Linked DNA regions of Zea mays: region 2 is linked to region 1. The links are chromatin contacts, called in public Hi-C maps. All regions are on one chromosome and are shown on one strand. The core of a region is the stretch at or near the end of the contact, and the rest is flanking DNA. Distances in the headings are between cores, read along the strand shown.

Region 1 (3,880 bases), core at 511-3,010:
AGGAGAGCGAGCGGGTGGGGTGGGGGTGCGTTGTGATTGTGACAACCAGATGCTCGTATCGTATCCACGCCAATTTGGTTCTTGACATTATTGTCTTCACCTTTCTTTCTAGATTGTAAATTGTCGCTGTTCGTAAACCCATCCAATGCTGACGCAATTAACCAGTGTGCCCAACAGGTAAGCTTCTTCACGGGATCGCTTCCGTGGCTCCGTCCACAGCTAGGCCTGTGTACATCAATTCACCTTTTATATTCTACGTGGCAGAAACCTACCTAGGTTCAGCGCAAAATTTCTGTAGCTCAGATTCTAATGTACACGTACGTCCCCACCCCTCTTTCCTACTAATCTCTTTTTCCTCTCGCCATTTCTCTACCACAACCATTACCTTTCCTTCTTTGTCTCGTTGTTATACAGTAGGGTCCCTAACCAAGAAGGTATGGACAAGCTGTTAGAGCTCCTTAGAGTAACTCTAATAGTTCTCTAAACAACTCTCTAAATCGTCTTAAATTTAATAATTAAACAGAAAAAATGGTTCTCTAAATAGACTTGCTAATTAGTTAGTTGCTGTCAACTCTATATAATCTCTATATTTGGCAACTCGATAGGAGCTCCTTAAATGCACCTGACGTCAATTTCTTCACACTGGCATGATTATTTTTTCCATTTTCCACACAGTGAGGTAGCAAGGTATAGCAAGCTCGTTTTCCACTTTCTAGCACAGTGATATAGCTAGGTCAAACACGTTTGGCATAAGTTTCTCCTTTACCGTTGGACCTTACTGTCCCATAGGTTGTGTCAGCGGACCATCACTCCTCCATATGTCATGTCGACCGGCCTTTTTCTCTTCTGCCCTCGACATCCTCTGCTTCCAACCCTACCGTCAGCCTGATCTGATAGGTGCAGGGCTGCCAAAGCTAGATTGAAAATCGAATTACTCCCTAAATATGAGCAGCTATCGGAGACTATGTTACTTTTACTTTGGATAGCTATTTTGTAACTTGCTAAACATGATTTTATCAAGCTCTTTTTTTATAGAACTATTGGAGTTGCTTTGTGGTAGTAATTTAACAAACTACCAGATCGTTTTATTACTGATATGAAGGAAGACAAGATAAAAGACTATAAGTTAGCTATGAAAAAAGATTGATAAAGCAACTTATAAATTAGAATATAAAGAATCGGTGCACGAGGTAGGAGAGGAAGATGAGGAGGAGGACTAGTAGTTTATAGTTATATTAACGAATTGTGTATTTTTTTTTGGTTTAAGCCATGTACTTTTAAATTTTAAATGGATTATGTAATTTTATTTGCTTAATTATGTAATCAAATGTATTTTTATTTAAATAAAATAATATGTTTATGTCAACTATAAGTACGTAAAAGAAAAGTTAACGTGGTGTTGAGATGATTGTAAGATGAGATTGAAGACTGTGCGTTAGATAACTACGATATATAAGAGGTGACGAAGGTTATATGACTATGGTAGATAATTAGGGTCGATATAAGAGAATAATACAACATAGCCGGAGATACGTACCCGCAGTTTGGAACCAGTCATATATAGTTAGCCCGTTGGCAGTGGATGGGCACCGGATGCAAGTTAGCCGGTGGACCTAACAATTTGTGTGCCGGCGGTGAGAGCTCCCTTCCAAACAGCACAGCACAGTACAGGGGGTGTCGTCGACGCCTTCCGCCCAACTCATCCCCCCTTCGACCCACAAAATCCCAATACAAATACTCGCCCAGCAAACAGAGAGACAGGGAAGGGAAGCCAAGAAAACCACGCCACCGCCAAAAGCAGCTGCAGATACCACTGCTGCTGCGCCTGCCTGCACAGCCCCCAGCAGGAGAGAGAGAGAGAGAGAAAGAGGGGGAGGCGGCAGCGGCAGCCAGCAAAGGCGGCGGCTTGCGGCTTGAGCTGTTGATGATGCAGGGCGAGTACCGGTCTTCCATCGAGGAGTCGGCTGCGGCCGCTGTTGCCGCAGCCGCAGCCATGGCTCCTCTGGCGGCCGCGGCGGTGAAGATGGAGGCGGAGCAGGCGGCGATGGCGGCGCCGCAGCTGGGGGCGGCGCACCAGCAGACGCAGCCGCGGCGGCAGTACCGCGGCGTGCGCATGCGCAAGTGGGGCAAGTGGGTGGCGGAGATCCGGGAGCCGCACAAGCGCACGCGCATCTGGCTGGGGTCCTACGCCACGGCCGTGGCGGCGGCGCGCGCCTACGACACGGCCGTGTTCTACCTGCGCGGGCGGTCGGCGCGGCTCAACTTCCCCGAGGAGATCCCCTCGTTCGGGCTGGCGGATGGCGTGGACGTGGGGGAGCACGCGCGCGACCCGGCCGCCGCCGCCGCCGGCGGCGGCGGCGGCTGCACGCTGTCCGCGGCGTCCATACGGAAGAAGGCCATCGAGGTGGGGTCCCGCGTGGACGCGCTCCAGACCGGCATGGTGGTCCCGCCGCCGCACCACCGCGAGCGCCATAGGCACCACAACCACCTGCCGCAGCTGCGGGTGCACGCGGAGGAGCAGCAGGAGGAAGAGGAGCAGAAGCCGCAGCGGCCTGCGTGGAGCGGGCGCGTCAAGAACCCGGATCTGAACCGTGCGCCGAGCCCCGAGAGCTCCGACGCCGAGTGACAAGCGAGCGAGAGAGCTGAGCAGCAGGCACCGCAAGGCGAGGTTCAACGACGACGTCCGTTATCGGTTATTCCCAATCCCACGACGCAGCATGCCGTTGTCGTCTCCGTCCGACCGTCCCCACGTACGTACGTACGTACACGACGATCCAGCTGACCCGGCCGCCTGCCTATCCTATCCTATCCGTCCTCGACGACCGGATGGTCGGCGGGCGGGAGGGCGGTGCGGCGAGGGTTTTGGCCTTTTGGGTACGTTGTGGATAAGCACGAAGGCAGCAGGCCAGCAGCAGCAGGGGCGGCGTGGCGGGCGGGCAGGCAGGGGCAGGGCAGGCGGAGACGGAGGGAGGCGGCCACAAGCGGCGGTCTTTCCAAAATGTCAAAAAGGACAGCTGTAACAGCGATAAGAAAAACAAGTCATCATCACCCTCTCTCACTACTAGTTCTACTACTAGCAGTATGATTATTCGAATCGGCCTTGCTTGACAGCGATTAATATCTTTGCCGCCTGAGTTGCACCATAAACTAATCTCCCCCCGCCGCCCGCTTTGGCATGATCCAGTTGTTTCGTTCCGTCGGCATCGCCCCCCGCCTTGGCTTGGCTTACCAACGCAGTTAGCTGTCGGCTGGTGCGCGAATCCGCCGCGTTAGGTCGGCTGGCCCGCTTCCTCGTCACTTCGTTCGTGCGCCGGGCGGCCGGCAGCCAGTTAGCTGAGGACTGCATGGGTGCAATCATGGACCAGCCTCCCACTGCCAGCTCATCGTGGCCAGTCGCTAACGCCTAACGAACCGGGATAGCGGTCGCCGAGGGTCAGGGTGGGTGAGCAGTGCCCCTGCCTGCTGCCGGTGATGCTCGCGTTGCATTTGCATGGGGCGATTTGGGTAATTGGGTGGGTGTTGTTAGGCCACCCACCACATCGGAAAGGGAAAAGGGAAGTGAAGGCAAAGGCAACGGGACTACGGGAGTCTTAGCGGGCGCGCGTCATCATGTTTCAACGGCGCTGTATGCGAGCGCTGCATATGAGCATGACAAAGTACCGTCTGTGTAGCTTTGTTAGCAGCAGCTCAACGGCGCAGGCACTTGCCCCGATGCCAAGGCGACTGGCAGCTGACCAGCTGTCGTGCGTGCGTGCGAGATTTCCATGGGCCTGCGAGCCATGGGCGGCGCGCGAAGGCGGAGGACGGAGGCTAGCGCGCGAACATGCCGGCAGCAGTACCGCGAACGACGTGGTCCGGTCCGGAGCAACGACAGCGAGGC
Region 2 (3,880 bases), core at 726-3,225, 260 kb before region 1:
ATGGATAAGTGTACCATGTTGGCACATCAGGGTCATATGACTAGGGATAAAAATTATTATACACGAGAATAATATGCTATTAAGATTTATCGGAAAAAGGAAGTTCTGGGGAGGAAATAAAAAATAATAAAAACATAACACGCAGTCGACGAATGGCGTCTTACTCGTGTGGAAAACAGGATAATTTTAGACATAATTACCTCGCTGGTGTAGTCCTTAAGGAGCAAGGGTACTTCTCAACATGGTTAAAAACGAAGCTGTCATGAAGATTTTAAAATACAAATTCAATCCTTTATGTATCGTTAATAAAATAAATTCGCAAGGCGTGCTTGAGCTGAGGATATGAGAAAGTGTATAAATTGATTCTTACAAAGTTCAGTTTCGTTTGTCAATGAGTTGCTTGGATGTTCATTTTCTGGTGCTTTTGTCTGCAGAACCTGATCTAAGGAGACTATAGAAGGAGGGGAAATGCAGAAATTGGGGAAAATAAAAAGGAAAGCACAGAACCTATCCTCTGGCCGATTTGGGATAAGTGAAAATGGGTAATGGGACTTGGCAAACACCGAATAGAACACAAACCCAACAGGTCAGATGTGTGGAGCTGGTGTGCTGCCCAAAGGGAATGTGGGGCCGTGGGGTGTCGAGGGAATAAGAAGATGGGAAATTGGGGAGACAGCCGAAGCGGAAGAAGGCAGATCCGCCGCAAGCACACAACTTGGGGAAAAAGAAAAGCGAACCTTTTTTCTAATTTGACAACTCGAGGAAGAAGCGGAGCCGATGAAGAAAGCGACGAATTTCTCAGAGCGGATGATGTCGTAAGGACGAAACGATGGAAGATGAAGCAACTTGAAGATGGAAGATGCGGATGGAGCGAGGAGGAGGAGGGACGAGATGGCAAGAGTGAGGAGAGGCGGTCGCAGTCAAAGCGTCCAGAAGTCTCGAGAGGCGAAGGTAACGAGGGAGTGAGGAGAGTCAGTACTAAAGTCTCGAGAGGCGAAGGTGAGCCATTGATTTACAATCAAGTAGCTAGGAGAATTTCTACCGACGTGGATAGCGTCAGTAACACCGTTTTGAAACGGCTTTCATATATCTACTATATAAAGTCTCAACAACATACTTTAAATTTTATCCTATCTTATACTCCATTTCTTTTTCCAGCCATATTAATAAAAAGAAAATTCCAACGTACTATTTTTTCATTAATGTGTAGAAGCAGTATTGGACTGGTTGGGAGTCTGACGGGACCAGCGCATTCACCATAGCTCGTACTGTAGCATGGCAGGAGGCAGCGTATGTCAGCCAATAACCGATCGAGCGTCCAACCGTCATGCGCTACCGTATACAGCAAGCGCCAGAATTGGCGGATCAGCTGCAGACTCTATTTTAGCGGAAGTTGTTGGAGATAAAAACGAGATTGGGAAACTTTAAATTTAAAGTATTTCTTGCTAGAGATAGTAAATGGTACTCTATGTAAATATCGATTACCGATATTATCAGTATGTATTCGAATTTGATCCGTCTAAACGTGTTGATATCTAATTTATATTTGAGTCGGTATTCAATATTCAATTCGTATTTTATTTATATCTATATTTATACACTTAAAGTTAGATATTGAAGATATCAATATCTATGTAAATCTTACCCGTCACAAATCGATAATACTGTATCCCATTTGAATAGGAAAATAAAATAAAAATTAAAAATAAATATGAACCATTAATATCAGTTCGTAGCCCACACAGTCGGGTAAGAATAAAAAAGGTCGCCCTCATCCAATCCAATCCAACCTGTCCACTTCCGCTCCACAACCCCACGACCAATAAAAAACCAACGGAAAATATCGTACAGCTGACTGGTCCAGTAGATTAGATGCGAATGAATTTAAAAAAACAAGGGGATCACGGAATCTGGGCCCACCGCTCCCTCGCCCACTTGTATTAAAAGGAAGGGCCTCCATCTCAACTCTCATCCATCTGCTCTGCTCCGGTCCGTTCCGCTCCTTCCTCCCCCTATCTAGCTAGCCTTCCCGTTCCTGCATCGCGGCGGAGATGGGCGCCTCCACCACGCCGCTCGCGTCGGCGGCGGCGCTGCTTCTGCTGCTGCTCGCGCCGCTCGCCGCGGCGGCGGACAGCATGTCGATCGTCTCCTACGGCGAGCGGAGCGAGGAGGAGGCGCGGCGGATGTACGCCGAGTGGATGGCGGCGCACGGCCGGACCTACAACGCCGTCGGCGAGGAGGAGCGCAGGTTCGAGGTGTTCAGGGACAACCTCCGCTACGTCGACGCCCACAACGCCGCCGCCGACGCGGGCGTCCACTCCTTCCGCCTCGGGCTCAACCGCTTCGCCGACCTCACCAACGACGAGTACCGCGCCACCTACCTCGGCGTCAGGAGCAGGCCGCAGAGGGAGAGGAGGCTCGGTGACAGGTACCTGGCCGGCGACAACGAGGACCTGCCGGAGTCCGTCGACTGGCGGGCCAAGGGCGCCGTCGCGGAGGTCAAGGACCAGGGCAGCTGCGGTGAGCTTCCATATCGATCTCCGCCCTTCCACTTTCTTCTTTTTTTTATCCCTCTCCTGCTTCTGAATCAAGAATAATTCTAGATAGAACATGGGGAAAACTGTCAAGTCTGCTCATCCACAACTTGCGGTAGTTTGTTACTGTTATCCACATGAACAGAGAGAGAGAGAGAGAGAGAGAGAGAGAGAGAGAGAGAGCAGGGGACTAGCTGAAGGTCAACGCTCAGCTTCACGTTCTGCGATTCGTTAGCCGGGCACCAAAACGGGTGGGTGGTTGCGCAGATGCCACGCGTATATAGATTAGCATGCACTTGAATTCGAGACACACTAACAAATAAAACTATTTAAAAATATTCCATTTGGTACTGGTACTGGTACTGGTTCTGTGTCTTGTGCGTGGGCGTGACAAATATTAGTAGAACGATTTTCGCTACGGAAGGTGGAAAAGTGATCCGTGTATTTGATCTTTATTGCCTTGCATGAAGGGGGACACATACTATGTAGGTAGGTTCATCGAACATGGACATCACCTTTAAACCTTGCGAGGCAGTGACCTTCCTGGAAGGAGCAACCAAGAAAGATATTTACACTAGCAGTCGCTGTCTAGCTGACAAGGTGGCTGGGCCAATATGCTCACTTCATTCATGATTCCAGATAGTAGGCTCTTGGAGACGACTTTCATCACGGATTCACGGCTCTTGTGACCGTTTCACGTTTCTATTGGTCCACACCCTATTCACCGGTCACAACCAAAAAATTATTCTCTTAAAAAAAATGCTATGTCCATAAAGTGTCTAGTTTGAGTACTCTAATATTGAAGTGGTTTGGAGGGATTAGAGAGTATTTACATCCGCAATAGATAAAAAAACACTCACAATACATCTTAATCCACTCCGATTTTCTCATTACTATAGTACCTAAACTAGGTCTAAAGTGATAATGATGTTTTCCACTCTATTGCAGGTTAACTTTCACTCTTTGGAGTTTATAACTCTGACTTGTTACTTGTCCGCCTTTTTTAATCGACGTGGATGACTAAACAATAATATTGATAACATATTGGTACTGGAATCTGATATATGTTTATCTTTTCCAGGGAGTTGCTGGGCTTTCTCAACAATAGCGGCTGTGGAAGGCATCAACCAGATTGTTACTGGCGACATGATCTCCTTGTCTGAGCAGGAGCTTGTTGACTGTGACACTTCATACAACCAGGGGTGCAATGGAGGTTTGATGGACTATGCGTTTGAGTTCATCATCAACAACGGCGGAATCGACACCGAGGAGGATTACCCTTACAAGGGCACGGACGGACGGTGTGATGTCAACAGGGTATTTTTCGCTTCATGGTCTTCCTTGAT

Evidence for each region. A called contact is a pair of places that touch in the nucleus more often than the background predicts.
Region 2: a Hi-C map of tassel shows a contact between it and region 1, with 2.2 times the contacts expected there. The contact joins the promoter of LOC100283284 here to the promoter of LOC100280932 in region 1. A contact is called at or near these places in 3 of 25 Hi-C or Micro-C datasets (bundle sheath, leaf and tassel).

The regions. Positions count from the first base shown.
Region 1 is chr10:147,437,974-147,441,853 of Zm-B73-REFERENCE-NAM-5.0, reverse strand. LOC100280932 reads left to right here and starts at 1,760. Exons shown (of 1, transcript NM_001153852.3): 1 at 1,760-3,058. The coding sequence starts at 1,925. The coding sequence ends at 2,626.
Region 2 is chr10:147,699,394-147,703,273 of Zm-B73-REFERENCE-NAM-5.0, reverse strand. It overlaps LOC100283284 (cysteine protease 1), which reads left to right and starts at 1,975. Exons shown (of 5, transcript NM_001156186.2): 1 at 1,975-2,520; 2 at 3,616-3,851. The coding sequence starts at 2,052.